Linked DNA regions of Mus musculus: region 2 is linked to region 1. The links are chromatin contacts, called in public HiChIP or PLAC-seq maps. All regions are on one chromosome and are shown on one strand. Each heading gives the region's core, a stretch centred on a gene start, on an enhancer-like site or on the middle of the called end of the contact. The rest is flanking DNA. Distances are from core to core; before and after follow the strand shown.

Evidence for each region. HiChIP or PLAC-seq counts read pairs in DNA pulled down with a chosen protein or histone mark.
Region 2: an H3K4me3 HiChIP or PLAC-seq map of embryonic stem cells shows a contact between it and region 1, with 4 times the contacts expected there. The contact joins the promoter of Mrps27 here to the enhancer-like site in region 1. A contact is called at or near these places in 20 of 39 promoter capture datasets (the 3T3-L1 cell line, 3T3-L1-derived adipocytes, the C10 cell line and 14 more), 1 of 484 Hi-C or Micro-C datasets (nephron progenitors), 15 of 115 datasets of contacts at active chromatin or transcription factors (T-cell acute lymphoblastic leukemia, bone marrow-derived macrophages, embryonic forebrain and 8 more) and 1 of 9 other capture datasets (adipose tissue).

Annotation. Positions count from the first base shown.
Region 1 is chr13:98,828,850-98,835,399 of GRCm38.p6, forward strand. It overlaps Gm34995 (a long non-coding RNA gene), which reads left to right. Exons shown (of 3, transcript XR_382806.4): 3 at 2,848-3,036. Among named protein-coding and RNA genes, the nearest start is that of Gm34995, 16 kb to the left of the region's middle. Within about 2 kb of position 3,757, at least 81 of the 459 cell types and tissues checked have an H3K27ac peak or open chromatin away from gene starts, as enhancers often do. A contact at or near this core is called in the HPC-7 cell line, bone marrow-derived macrophages, embryonic stem cells and 2 more, where this site is marked.
Region 2 is chr13:99,340,815-99,347,364 of GRCm38.p6, forward strand. Mrps27 (mitochondrial ribosomal protein S27) reads left to right here and starts at 3,972. Exons shown (of 11, transcript NM_173757.3): 1 at 3,972-4,061. The coding sequence starts at 3,989. Ptcd2 (pentatricopeptide repeat domain 2) reads right to left here and starts at 3,864. Exons shown (of 10, transcript NM_026873.2): 1 at 3,750-3,864; 2 at 2,499-2,591. The coding sequence starts at 3,855.

The DNA.
Region 1 (6,550 bases), core at 2,507-5,006:
AACACCCAGTGGTTCATAGCGACCTGTAACTCTAGCTCCAGGGGATCTGATGCATTCTTCTGGACTCCACATATTATACATAATTTTAAAAAAATTAAAGTCTTTGTCAGGTGTGGTGTGGCAGGCTTTTAGTCCCTGTCAGTACTCAAGAGGCATAGATAGAGCTGGGCATGGTGGCGCACGCCTTTAATCCCAGCACTCGGGAGGCAGAGGCAAGCGGATTTCTGAGTTCGAGGCCACCCTGGTTCTACAGAGTGAGTTCCAGGACAGCCAGGCCTATACAGAGAAACCCTGTCTTGAAAAACCAAAAAAAAAAAAAAAAAAAAAAAAAAAAAAAAAGAGGCAGAGACAGGTAAATGGCTCTCTGTGAGTTCAAAACCAGCTTGGCCTACATAGTGAGTTATGTAACAGTCATGGCCTGAGACCATGAGACCCTGTCTTTAAAAAAGGAAAAGGTGCTAGGTGATGGTGGCACACGCCTTTAGTTCCAGCACTCTGTAGGCAGAGGCAGAGAGGCAGAGGCAGAGAGGCAGAGGCAGAGAGGCAGAGGCAGAGAGGCAGAGGCAGAGAGGCAGAGGCAGAGAGGCAGAGGCAGAGAGGCAGAGGCAGAGAGGCAGAGGCAGAGAGGCAGAGGCAGAGAGGCAGAGGCAGAGAGGCAGAGGCAGAGGCAGAGGCAGAGGCAGAGGCAGAGGCAGAGGCAGAGGCAGAGGCAGAGGCAGAGGCAGAGGCAGAGGCAGAGGCAGAGGCAGAGGCAGAGGCAGAGGCAGAGGCAGGCGGATCTCTGAGTTCAAGGTCAGCCTGGTCTACAGAGTTCCAGTACAACCAGCATTACACAGAGAATCCCTGTCTCAAAAAAAAACCAAAAAACAAAAAACAAACAAAGAAACAACAACAACAACAACAAAAACAGAGTGGGCAAGGAAGGAAGGAAAGAAGGGAGAAAGAAAAACAAAGATTGGCTTTAGAAATTTAGAAATTACCTTCTAATTTTTGCTTTGTGTCAATATTCTACATATTTAGAAACATAAATTTTAACATTAAGAGAAATTTTACCCAGAATTTAAAAATAATGGTGGTAGCCACGAGGTTAAGGGATAGTGCTGTAGCCAGATGTACCGTATGGTTTGTATGCTTAATATGAAAAACATAAATATCACTAGAGAGGTGAAGAATGTATATAATAAAAATGTAAACACATCCTGGGCTGTGGATGTAGCTCAATGGTACAGTTTGCCAAGTATGAGTGAGACCCTGGGTTCGGTTCTGAGCATGGAAAAAAACGTCGTATTCTTTGTATTTTTTTTTTTTAAACCTTTAATACAATTTGCTTGTTGTCAATTGTGTAAAATTATTGCATAGTGCTTTATTTTCTTGATTTTTAGGATTATTCTTCTATTCTAAATAGTAAGTATATGCGACATCTGAACACTCCAGCCTAGGACAGTGACTCAGTGGTTAAGGACACACACACTGCTCTTGAGAAGAGTTAGGGTCCTAGTGCCCCAGTCTGGCAGCTCACACCATGTGTAACTCCAGTTCTAAGGGATCTGGACGCTGCAGGTGCTGTGTCTTCTGCAGGTATCTCTCTCCGTGTTATCTCCCACACGGAGACTTAGAAACATAACTAAGAAAAAACAAATCATTAAATTTCCCGGATTGTGGGGCTGGAGAGATGGCTCAGCAGTTAAGGGCACTGACTGCTCTTCCAAAGGTCCTGAGTTCAATTCCCAGCAACCACATGATGGCTTACAACCATCTGTAATGAGATCCGATGCCCTCTTCTGGTGTGTCTGAAGACAGCCACAGTGTACTCATATAAATAAAATAAATCTTTAAAAAAAAGAAATTTCCTGGATTGTTTTCACTCATCTTTTGTTTGTTTGTTTGTTTGTTTTGTTTTGTTTTTTTTCGAGACAGGGTTTCTCTGTGTAGCCCTGGCTGTCCTGGAACTCACTCTGTAGACCAGGCTGACCTCGAACTCAGAAATCCGCCTGCCTCTACCTCCCAAGTGCTGGGATTAAAGGTGTGAGCCACCACTGCCCTGCTTTTTAAATTTTTTTTCCTATTTTTTGTTTTAAAGATTTATTTTTTTTATGTATATGAGTACACTGTTGCTATCTTTAGACACACCAGAAAGGGCATTGGATCCTGATATAGATGGTTGTGAGCCACCATGTGGTTGCTGGAATTTGAACTCAGGACCTCTGGAAGAGCAGTCAGTGCTCTTAACCTACCTCTGAGCCATCTCTCCAGCCCCTCTACCTATCTTTTAAACCTTCCTAAAAGATTATCCATTTTTAAAAGAAAGTTTGAAAAATTTATGTGTTTTGCCTGTATGTGTGTGTCTCTCTCTCTGTGTGTGAGAAAGACTTATGTGCCTAGCCTCATTGGGATCAGAAAAGGGCATCAGATCTCCTGGTACTGGTGTTACAAATAATTATGAGTCACCATGTGGTTGCCAGGAACCAAACATAGATCCTTTGCAAAAACAAGTGCCCTTAACCACTGAGCCACCTCTTCAGTCTCTGATTTGTTTTCTTAAAAGTTAAACATATTCTACGCCCCAGTGTAGGGGAATGCCAGGGCCAGGAAACTGGAGTGGGTGGGTTGGTAAGCAGGGGGAGGGGGGCTTCAGAGGGAGACCAGGTAAGGGGATAACATTTGAAATGTAAATAAAGAAAATATCTAATAAAAACGAGTCAAATATAGTTATTAAAACCTATGTTGTTAAAGATGTTCCACATGCATTTTATTCAATGGCGCTGTATAAGCTAAGGTAGACTTATCATTGTATGCCCCCAAACGTGGTACTGAGATGCCAGACATTCGTTCATCTATGACAGATAGGCTGAGAAAGACGTCTCCTCTCCACATTGAGAGCATCAAGGACTCCAGCGATTTCCTCTGCCCTTAGAAGAGAGGAAGTATGGACGTCTGTTTCTGCTAAGGAGACCTTCGTCAATGATGAAGTCTGCCCCTCTGATCAGCTGATGTCTTTATTTCTGGAATGTTCTTCTGAACTCTACATTAAATATTATTTTAAATTAATGAGTGAATATGGTAATTATTCTATACCTGCTGACGTTGAAAGATACCATTCATGAACTTATCTACATGATTCCTCTTCCCAAACTTTTAAATCTGTGCAAACCAAGTGAAAAGTTAATTCGTAACAATAATCCATGACAACTTGTCTGGCTCCCTTTTATTCCTGCTGCAGAGTGAAACTGGTTAGGATGACATTGACTTGGTCAGAACTAGTGTTTTCACTCCTCAAAACACACGTGAAAAATATATTTAAAATATATATATAATATATATCATATTTCTATGATTTTTTTGAAAAAAATTTAAAAGGTGATTTTTTTTGTTTGTTTGTTGTTTGTTTTTTGAGACAGGGTTTCTCTGTATAGCCCTGGCTGTCCTGGAACTCACTTTGTAGACCAGGCTGGCCTCAAACTCAGAAATCCACCTGCCTCTGCCTCCCGAGTGCTGGGGTTAAAGGCGTGCACCACCATGCCAGCTTTAAAAGGTGAATTCTTATTTGATTTCTGGAGTTCTGTAAGAGAGAGGAGGGTTGGATTCCATTCAGCAGAAATTCTCCTCTTAACAGCATTTCTTCATGTGGATCATCTCCGCTGGATTGACATCTCTGCAGCCATCTGAGGTTAACACCAAAAGGGTGTCACAGGACAGACTTCCTCTTCTCTTTCTTCAACAGCTTGCTGCTTCCTGGAAAATCAGTGAATTTGCACCACTTCTTACTCAAATCGGCCCCCTCAGCTTTTTGCTCAGTTCCCACTAACACCTCAGACCACTAGGCCAAGAATGGGACTACTTCCTGTTTGTCTGAGACAGGGCCTTTCTAGGTTATCCTGGTTGTTCTAAAACTCCCTATGTAGATCAGGCTAGCCTTGAATCTGCCTGCTTCTGCTTCCAGGGCATTGGATTAAAGTCCTATGCCCCCGTGCTGGGCTAGGACTGCTAATTCTTCATCTCTGCTCTGCTCTGCTCCGGAGTCATGAGCGCTGCCGGCTTCTCAGTCCCACAGCTGAGTGTAGGTCTCTTCCGGTGGCTGTGAGGCCTCCCTCCTCCTTACGTCTTTTAGTTTGGGAGGTGTGGAGCTGGCAACATGGTTTCTCATTCTTGTTACTTTTAGTTTCTAAAAGGAGAGGCAGGAGACATCTAGCCTTTCCTTGTCATGTTAATAATACTTGGATAGCTTGGCTTTCATTTCTTCCATTGATATTCATTTTGCTTTTTTAAAAATACTTTTAGTTAAGGTGCAAATGAAGGGGTTACATTATTACATTTTCATTATAATATCAGTATAAGTTGTCCACTTTTGCCCCTCCCCCCAGTCCCCAGAATCCCTGCCACTCCTGCCGGTGCCCTTCCTCCTGGCCAGGTGTTCCCCATCTGCTTTCCTGTCATTTGCATATATTTGTCTAACTTCTGCACATAAGAAAACACGCACTATTTGTCTTCCTCTCCCTTCCCCTTTCTTCCTCCCAATAGGCCCTCATATACTTTCATGTCATATAAACATGCATACATATACATGCTGGTGTTTAAATGGAGATTTCCTCATGAAAAAACATGTTTATGTGAGTCACTTAACTTCATGGTCTCCATTTCCCCCTGGATTACATAATTTTACTTTTTCTTTATGGCTAAATAAAACTCCACGGACATTTTCTTTATCCATCGATGATGGCTGATGGACATCAGCCCAGGTCCTATACTTTTGTCTGTTGTGAACAGGACTGCAGGAACATAGATGTGCAAGTGTCTCTGGTTCTGAGGATACTAGCTATACTTAAATGTGAAGTTCGTATCTGTGCCCAATAACCTTTGTTATGTCAGGGTAGCCCTGCTCTGCTCCTAAATTTGATGCTATTTTTCAAGCCCATTTTCCCCCTGAATGGTGATTCCTTTTTTGTTTTTTGTTTTTTGTTTTTTTTGTTGTTGTTGTTGTTTTTCTAGACACAGTTTCTGTGTAGTCCTGGCTGTCCTGGAACTCACTCTGTAGACCAGGCTGGCCTTGAACTCAGAAATCCGCCTGCCTCTGCCTCCTGAGTGCTGGGATTAAAGGTGTGCGCCACCACTGCTCGGCTGAAAGGTGATTCCTTACTTCCTGTTCCTATCTGTAGTTTGGGAGATCCTCACTTCAAAAGGACAGTTTACCTGGTAGCGAATACAGGTTTTGGTTGGGGTAGGAACAGGCTATAGGTGACCTGACCTCTAGGGCTGGTCTCCCTGACTCTCCAGGGCATTGTCCATTCTCCAATCTTAGCTGGCCCTGGAGCTATGCTGTTTGGCGGATGTTTAACAGCCAGTTTGGAGGTTAGAGTTTATGCATTTCCTAATTTTCTTGCAAAGCAAACTCTTCCCACATGAGCCATACAGTCACTGAATGGCATGGGTGGGGAAGAAAGAGCCTGGCTTCTTTCAGGTATGACAAGGATGGGCAAGAGACTGGCCTCACTTCTGCTCCTGGTCAGATCTGCAGTAGTAACTAATTTTCTGTGCCCGATAGGGGAGCTGCAGCCCCAGGAGCTGGTGCATCCTACAGGACTAGCCCAGGGGTGTAGTGCTTCAGCTAGTTCCTAGAATAGCCTCTGCCAGTTCCTGGTTTAAGCTCCACTCTGCTAGTATTTTCTACCAATTCTCATGTTTGTATTTTCCCAAATTTGTCTTGTTTGTTCCCTGCAAGTGCCCTTTCTGGGTATTCTGTGTTGTTGATGATATGTGTGTGTCTTTGTGAGTCCAATGAGATTCAGAGAAGGAAAGACAAAAGGGAGTCAGTCCTTCCAGCTCGTGCCTGATTTCTTCAGAAGCCACTTACTTGCCCTTCTGTCTCGGAGGTCACTCCTCTCCCATGACCAGTGGCTTTCCTTCAAGCCCATCCTGAAAGATGGTTTAACTGAGAAGGGCCACTGAAGGGCTGCTGGGAGGTTTCTGAGGAAATTCTGATAGCTCAACTGAGGTTACTGAATGCTGTACCTGAGTTTCCACTGGGGACTACTCTGGTTTAGGGTGGTCATGTACACTGGCCCGAGCACCACAGCCCACAGGTGCCTGGGCTAGGGAACAGATAGGGTTCTAGGGAACAAATGTCTGTTTAAGGGTCTAAAGGAGCGTGCTCTCACAGGTCAGACGAAGAGACTCCTCAGCTCATTTAGAAGGCCCTTGGAAAGCTGGGCTACAAAGTGAGTTCCAGGACAGCCAAGGCTATACAGAAAAACCCTGGGGGGGGGGGGGGTCCTTGGAGGTGGGCAGCCCCAGATCGCCATATATGATCTTGATGTTATTTGACTCTAACACCCCGGAAACCCTCCCTTGCCAGAGCAAATTAGGCCAGGAATGGTGGCACATAATAATCACAGAATGCAGGAAGCAGAATTTAGGCAAGTCACTTTGAGTCTGAGGCCAGTGAGACAGGGCTAAGGCTACACAGATCCTGTTGAACCTCCCCACCCCCCCAAGATTCGGGCAGTGGGGGCGCACGCCTTTAATTCCAGCACTTGGGAGGCAGAGGCAGGCGGAT
Region 2 (6,550 bases), core at 2,722-5,221, 510 kb after region 1:
CACAATGCAGGAGCCTAGGGCAGGGCTGTTCTCGGTTCAGGAGTTGCCTAGGACTTGTTACAAGGCCCAGAGCTGTGAAAGGATGCTGTTGATGTACACTCGCAACGTAAGAACAAGAGCAATGTCTGTTCTCCGTGTCTGAGAAAATTCCTACATGGTTAGTGACCAAGGCACTGGGTCTTTCAGTCATTCTTCCCAGAACCAGGCGATGGTTTTGGAGATGCAAGGACCTGTGCAGACCTGGGTCATGCTACTTACATGCTCTGGGAAGACGCTTGTCTGTTCCTCATGAGACATCGTTCCTCATGCACACAGTCAGGACTACGATGCCTATGCCTCACGGGATTACATGAGAGTATGGACAGACAGCATCTGGCACAGGGCCTTCCGTACAGTCAGTGCTAGGAAGTAATGGCACTAGCAACCTCATTTCCATCCTGTCCCTGTATGAACTAAGCAATGCAATTTTGGGGATTTCTAAGCAATTTCTCATCTAGAAGATTTTAAAGTAATGATTTTGCATCCTGTACCTCTTACTCATTAACCCAGTGAATCTAAAACATTTTAAAAAATGTAAATTAGGACTTCAATAATTTGACTTTCAAGTATTTACCACATGATCACAGTCAAGAGCAATGTGTCTCTCGCACAAAGCTATCTCTCTTCCCTAAGGGTTTAAAGGCTACCCAGGAAGTCAGGTTACTTTGTAGAGATAGCACGTGAACAAAACCAAAGCAGTAAGAAGAGTCACATTTTGACATCTGTTGTGACTGTGAGCAGGACAGATAACGTTCCCTGAAGTGGAGGACTATCAGGGAATGTGGTGATGGAAAAGTCTGTACAAAGTATGGTACGTGACAGAGTGACACTGTAGGCTCCTAAAATAATAGAACGGTGGCAGGATTGTATAAGTACCAGTCTGATAGTGCCGTAGACGGGGCTGACTTTTAGACTGCATCTGGGAACAGGTCCACAGCTATCACAGATTCATGAAGACCATGGCAATTAGACATAACAGCAGGGAGTACTTCCTATGCAAACCTCAGATAGGCCCAAAATACCCAAGATCAAAAGGCAAGCCTGGGGCCTGGAGATGGCTGAGCTGTTGAGAGCACTTGTTACTGTTGTAGAGGGCACACAGTCAGGGTCTACATGGCAGCTAACCACTCTCTGGAACTCCAGAGGACTCAGTGCACTCTTTTGGCCTTAGCACTGCAAACACATAGTACATACATGCAAGCAAAACGCCCACAGACTGCCTCCTTGACTGCTAGGGCTTGACCCTGAAAAGCAGTGAGAAGGAACAGGACGGGAGGGATGGAGGCATGAAGTGTCAGTCAGTCTCTCAGTGGGATCTGGCTGGGAACTGGCGGTGGCAAGAGGAAGGAGTGTTGGGTGTGTATCAGAGGGTCACAAGGCAAGCTGCATAGGCAGGAACGTGAGAGAAAGGTTTAGAAGTGGAGGTAGGGAGATGATGGTAAGAGTGGGCAGGGTGTGATGTTCATATGTGAAACTGTCTTAGGTCAATAGTAACCAATGAGGTCTTTTAAAAACGAATCAACAAAAGCCAGAGGAAGTCTTAGATATGCTTATCAAGGAGTTTGAAGTCTTCAACCTGCAGGACAGAGGGAATGAACACAAGATTGCTAAGATATGACAGGGACTAAAGCCAAAGAACTGGTGTCCTCATGTTTTTAGTGCTTTTTACATGTTTTAAATATTTTGATTTTATGCAGGCATGCATGTCTGCACAAAGGTTTGTGCACATTTATGCCTGCAAAGACCAGAAGAGGGCAACGGAGGAGTTGAAGCTAGACCATTATAGGCAGTTCTAAGTCACCCAATGTGAGTGCTAGGAACCGAACTCAGGCTCTCTGGAATAGCAGCAAGCACTTTTAACTCCTTAAGTATCTCTCAAAAGTAGGAGGGAAAAAAAAAAACCAGTATAATGACCCTCATCTGGCAATCAGTCTTAACAGGTGCCAAGTTTGCTAATTTTGATTCTTCTGTGTAGCCTAAATACAGTGAGCTTTTCAAAGTAAATCCTAGATTCTAAAGTGTGAAAAATCCAAATGTACTACCACACCATGGTCTTACTGACCTACAAGTATATCACAGGTCTACGGTATACTTAATCAACATTTGAAAGCCTGGACTCTTGAACTATGTAGTCTATTCCAATCTGCTGCCTTTCCAAGTCTATCTCTATCGATCTCCCAATTGATGCTGATGATGGTCCTCAAATCATATTCTGAGCAGCAGAGATCTAGATGACTGGCCACAGGGCTAATATCACTATTTTCGTGGGGTTCCTAGGGGCAGGGCTAAAGGAAGAGCCATGGACTTGAAGTACCAGAGTCTGAGAGAAAGGGTTGATGAGGAAACTAATGGTCACTCTGTCTTTTTTCTCTCTATGAGATAGGTCTTGAAAGAGTGAATAGAGACAAAGGAGAAATATGAATGACAGACGATTAAAGAATTAATAAAACAGATATTACCTTTGGTGCCAGGTAGGTTATATGCAATAGCTATCTTCTTATGTTGAAATTCCTTTAACTTCACAATGTTATCTGTGAGTAGGTATCTTTTAGCTAAAAAGTAGAAAAAGAAAATAAAGTCATTTTGATTGCTCTCCCCCTCCCCCGCAGCAAATAAGAGCATGGTTGCCTCTAAAGGATCCATCCAGAGAGGTACAAATACTATATATCCCTGGTGAGAAGCAAACATCTCCAGTCAAGTATTGAATGCAAGTCTTACATTTGAAAGAGGTAGGGATTGATGGAGTGTGAAGACTGGTTGACAAGATGAGCTATGAAGAACAAATGGGCATTTGCTATCTAGTTGGGGGCTAGCAATGCAGACACCTACACACACACACACACACACTGCAGACACCTACACACACACACACACACACACACACACACACTTTTGCTTGGTTTATTTTGGGAGAAACATGAAATATTGGGAAAAGCTATATCATGACTTCCAGTTTTGAAACTTCGGCACTGAAGATAGCCTTTCAGATCTGGACTCAGTAACCCTAGATCAGAAATCACTGACCACAGATCAGCAAGTCTGGAATGTACCCTTCTGCATCGTTGGCTGTGCATGAGATAAAAACAGATGAACCGTGCACTGAGATCTGACACAGTAAGGTAGTAACAAAAATAGTTGTTTATGAAAAGGCAGTCCTGTGACGCTGTCAGATCTGGGTCTTTAGTTCAAATACAGCATCTGCCAGCTCCCTGTGACCTTGGGCGAGTGACAACCTTGTCTACTTCCTATTCTGTAAATGAAGAAGGGTACCTCTGTCACTGGATGCTATGTGTGTGTGTGCGCGCCCACATTATAATAATTTTATTATCAATAGCAGTCACGCCTTCAGAAAGGCGGTAAGGAATAATTTGGGGGATGAGGACGCCTGCCTCGAGTCTTTGAGAATGTAAGCAGCACAGCTTGGGTTCCCATCTCTTAAACTCCGCACCAAAACCTTGCAGAAAAGGACACCCGACGACTGAGGTATGTTCTCGAAGAGCAACTTGGACCTTTGCAAGTGCAGTCCCTAGCTGCCCTTTGCTTTCCAGGCACAGAGCAGAGGGGTTCACAGTCCGGAAGCAAACCGGGCTGCTCACGCGTGCAGCAAAAGGGAAAGGGCGCACGAGCCTCCTCCAAAAAGAGAGGCCGCGGTGGGCTCACGCTCCCTTCTCTTCCACCCTCCCTCCTTCCAGGCGTGCGGCCGCTCGTACCTCCGAGAGTGCAGCGGCAGCAGGCGGAGCCTGAGCCCGTCACCCCGGGATGCAGCGAAGGACGCGGCACCCGCAGGCGTTCCAGGGGCCGAAACACTGTAGCCATGTTGTTCCGGGCCGGGCTGCACCATCTGCGGGACCCGGGCAGGGGGGACCTCTGAGGTGGTAGGACCACTTCCGGCGGAGGCGGGCTCTGTGCCTGTCCCCCCACGCCCGCCTTCCACTTGGTGCGCTCCAAGATGGCGGCTCCCATGGTGCGGTGTGGGATGCTCCTGGCTCGGCGACTAGACGCGTCTCGCCTTTGCCTCGCAGGTTGGTGGCTGCTGCCTTGGAGCTGCAGCTCCATTTAGGCCTCCCAGCACGCTGTTTATTGAAGGAAGGGGGTGATGGGCTTCCAGGAAGCGCATAAGTGCGTCTGGGATCCGGTTGCTAGAGAAGCCGTTTAGGGTATTGGTAACCCAGAAAGGAAAAATAATCCCTCTTCTTTAAGGCTAGTACCCGCCATTCCAAACTTTTGAAAAGTAGGGGAAGGCTGTAGCATGAGGTTCTGCGTATGTCTTGCAAGTTTAATGTATTAAATTAGTAGACTTCTTGGTGATCATGAAAAACCCAAATATGTTCACTCCGTGGGCTAGAACAGTTTTCTTCCCCTGAGATTTCTTTGGAGGGTCATCAGGCAAAAGTTTTCCCTCACTGCCTTGTACTTGATGACCCGAACCCTTGGTCTTCATCTCCTGAAAGAATTTTTCAACACTAGCCTCACTTTACCTGGTGACCTTGGCCACAACTTCTGCCTGACATTTCTTTTTTTTTTTTTTTTTCCACCAGTAGGTAAACAAGCAGAGCGATTTGATGGCTTGAGTTGAATCACATAATCACTCAAAGCCTTTTTAGGGTACCTAATGGTGAAAATACGTTTTGAAGTTTTTGCAAAACCCGAGTTTGTAGTGCTTACAATCTCGTAATCCTTGAAGATGTGCCAGATAACAGAAGTAAAATGAACTAACCACACTTGGATGTTTGCAATGCTGCTTGTTTTCAATCAGACTCCCTTAACACCAGTCACAAAAAGAGAAGCAATGCTCACTTGCTCTCACTCCTGTAAGTGTACAGCCATTTAAAAACTCCACAGTTGTCCTCAAGAGTTTTCTAAAGATAAAGTGTTTGAACTACCTGGCAAGAACACTTCATATCACACATTTGACAAATTGATACGAACAATATTTGGCACTAAGAGTGCTTTGTAGAGCTATTTGGCATATTTAATTGTGATTGGTAGTAAATTCTTTGAAGTTTCATAAGACCCACACTAGTAGATACAGGAGAGTAAGTTGGTTGCTTATAATGGCTGGGGCAACTATTGTAACAAAGGAATGGAAACTACACAGAGCAACTTGAGAGAACCTTTACTTTGGCAGTTTATACTCTGAAGCTATCCCAACTTGGTAGTTGCTAGTACTTGTAGCTATTTAAATTTAAGTTGAAGATAAATAAGATTAAAAACTAAGTTTCTTCACGGCAGTTAGTGTTTTATGTGGTCAGTACATCCATGTAGCTGATGTCTTTTGTCTTGGACAATTTAAAATGTAACATTTTTATTTCTACAGAAGTTTTTTGGACACTGCATTAGACCACAGATGGAGGCTATAGGAAGGCAATATAAGTACATCAGTGTATAAATACCCTAATTCAAGTACTCAGCTTGTACAAATTCATGACAGATGAGTCAGTATATGCAACACTTTAAGACTTCTACATAGTCTACTTAAAATAGGATGAAAGAATACAGCCCAAATGATCAAAAAGATAGAAGAAAAATGAACTGAGATAGAGCAACAACAGGTATGTGAAAAGGACAGGGGAAGGAAACTTACTGGGTACCATAATTCGTAGACAGGCATTAGTGAGCCTTAACCACCCTGCTGATAGGTGGTATCCCTCATTTTGTGTATGATGAAAAAGATACAGAGGTGTATGATCTGCCCAATCTTCATAGCATTTATTATTGGCACCACAAGGGCTAAAAGTTAAATTGTGCTGCTAAAGCTTGTCTATTTTCACAATCACATTATTTTCTTATTTTAAAAACAAAACAAACAAACAAAATGCTTGGAGACATTTTGAATGGCACGTGCAGAGGGGGACTGGCAAGGCCCAGACCTAAGCCTGTGAGTCTGAAGACTCTTACTCATTCAGATGTGTTTTGAGCACTTTGAATGTTGTTACTGGGTTACTTGTCGGATAAGTAGAATCTCTCTGCAATCTGGGCCTACAGAGAAACTATCTGCATTTTAATGAGACTCATATGCATAAAAAGTTTGAGAGTCTGATCTAGATCTTCCACTTTGTGTCCATCTCCTTTCATCTTTTGCCCCTGGCTGTAGAAATTCTTTGGTTGTGACGTTATTAGAACCTCAGCTTGTATGCAGTGATGGAGAAACCTTTGCTCTTTATGACTTTATGACACGCACAAAGCATCATAGAAAGATGTGTGTGTGTGTGTGTGTGTGCGTGTGTGAATGCATGCTTGCATCGTGCTTTTATGAATGCATGTATGTAGAGGCTAGAAATCAAAGTTAGGTGTCATCCGCAGTCACTCTTCACTGACATAAAACTCAGGTTGTAATCCTTGTGTGATCTGTTATGATCTCTGGGTAGCTGCCTTTTATTTTAGAGTTCCTTCTCTTCACATGCAGTACAACTCACTCACTGAAGTACACAGTTGTGTGACTTTCAGCATTGTGCAAGCATCTTTCCAACCAACTCAGGATGTTTTTATCACACTCTATATCTCTTGTTGC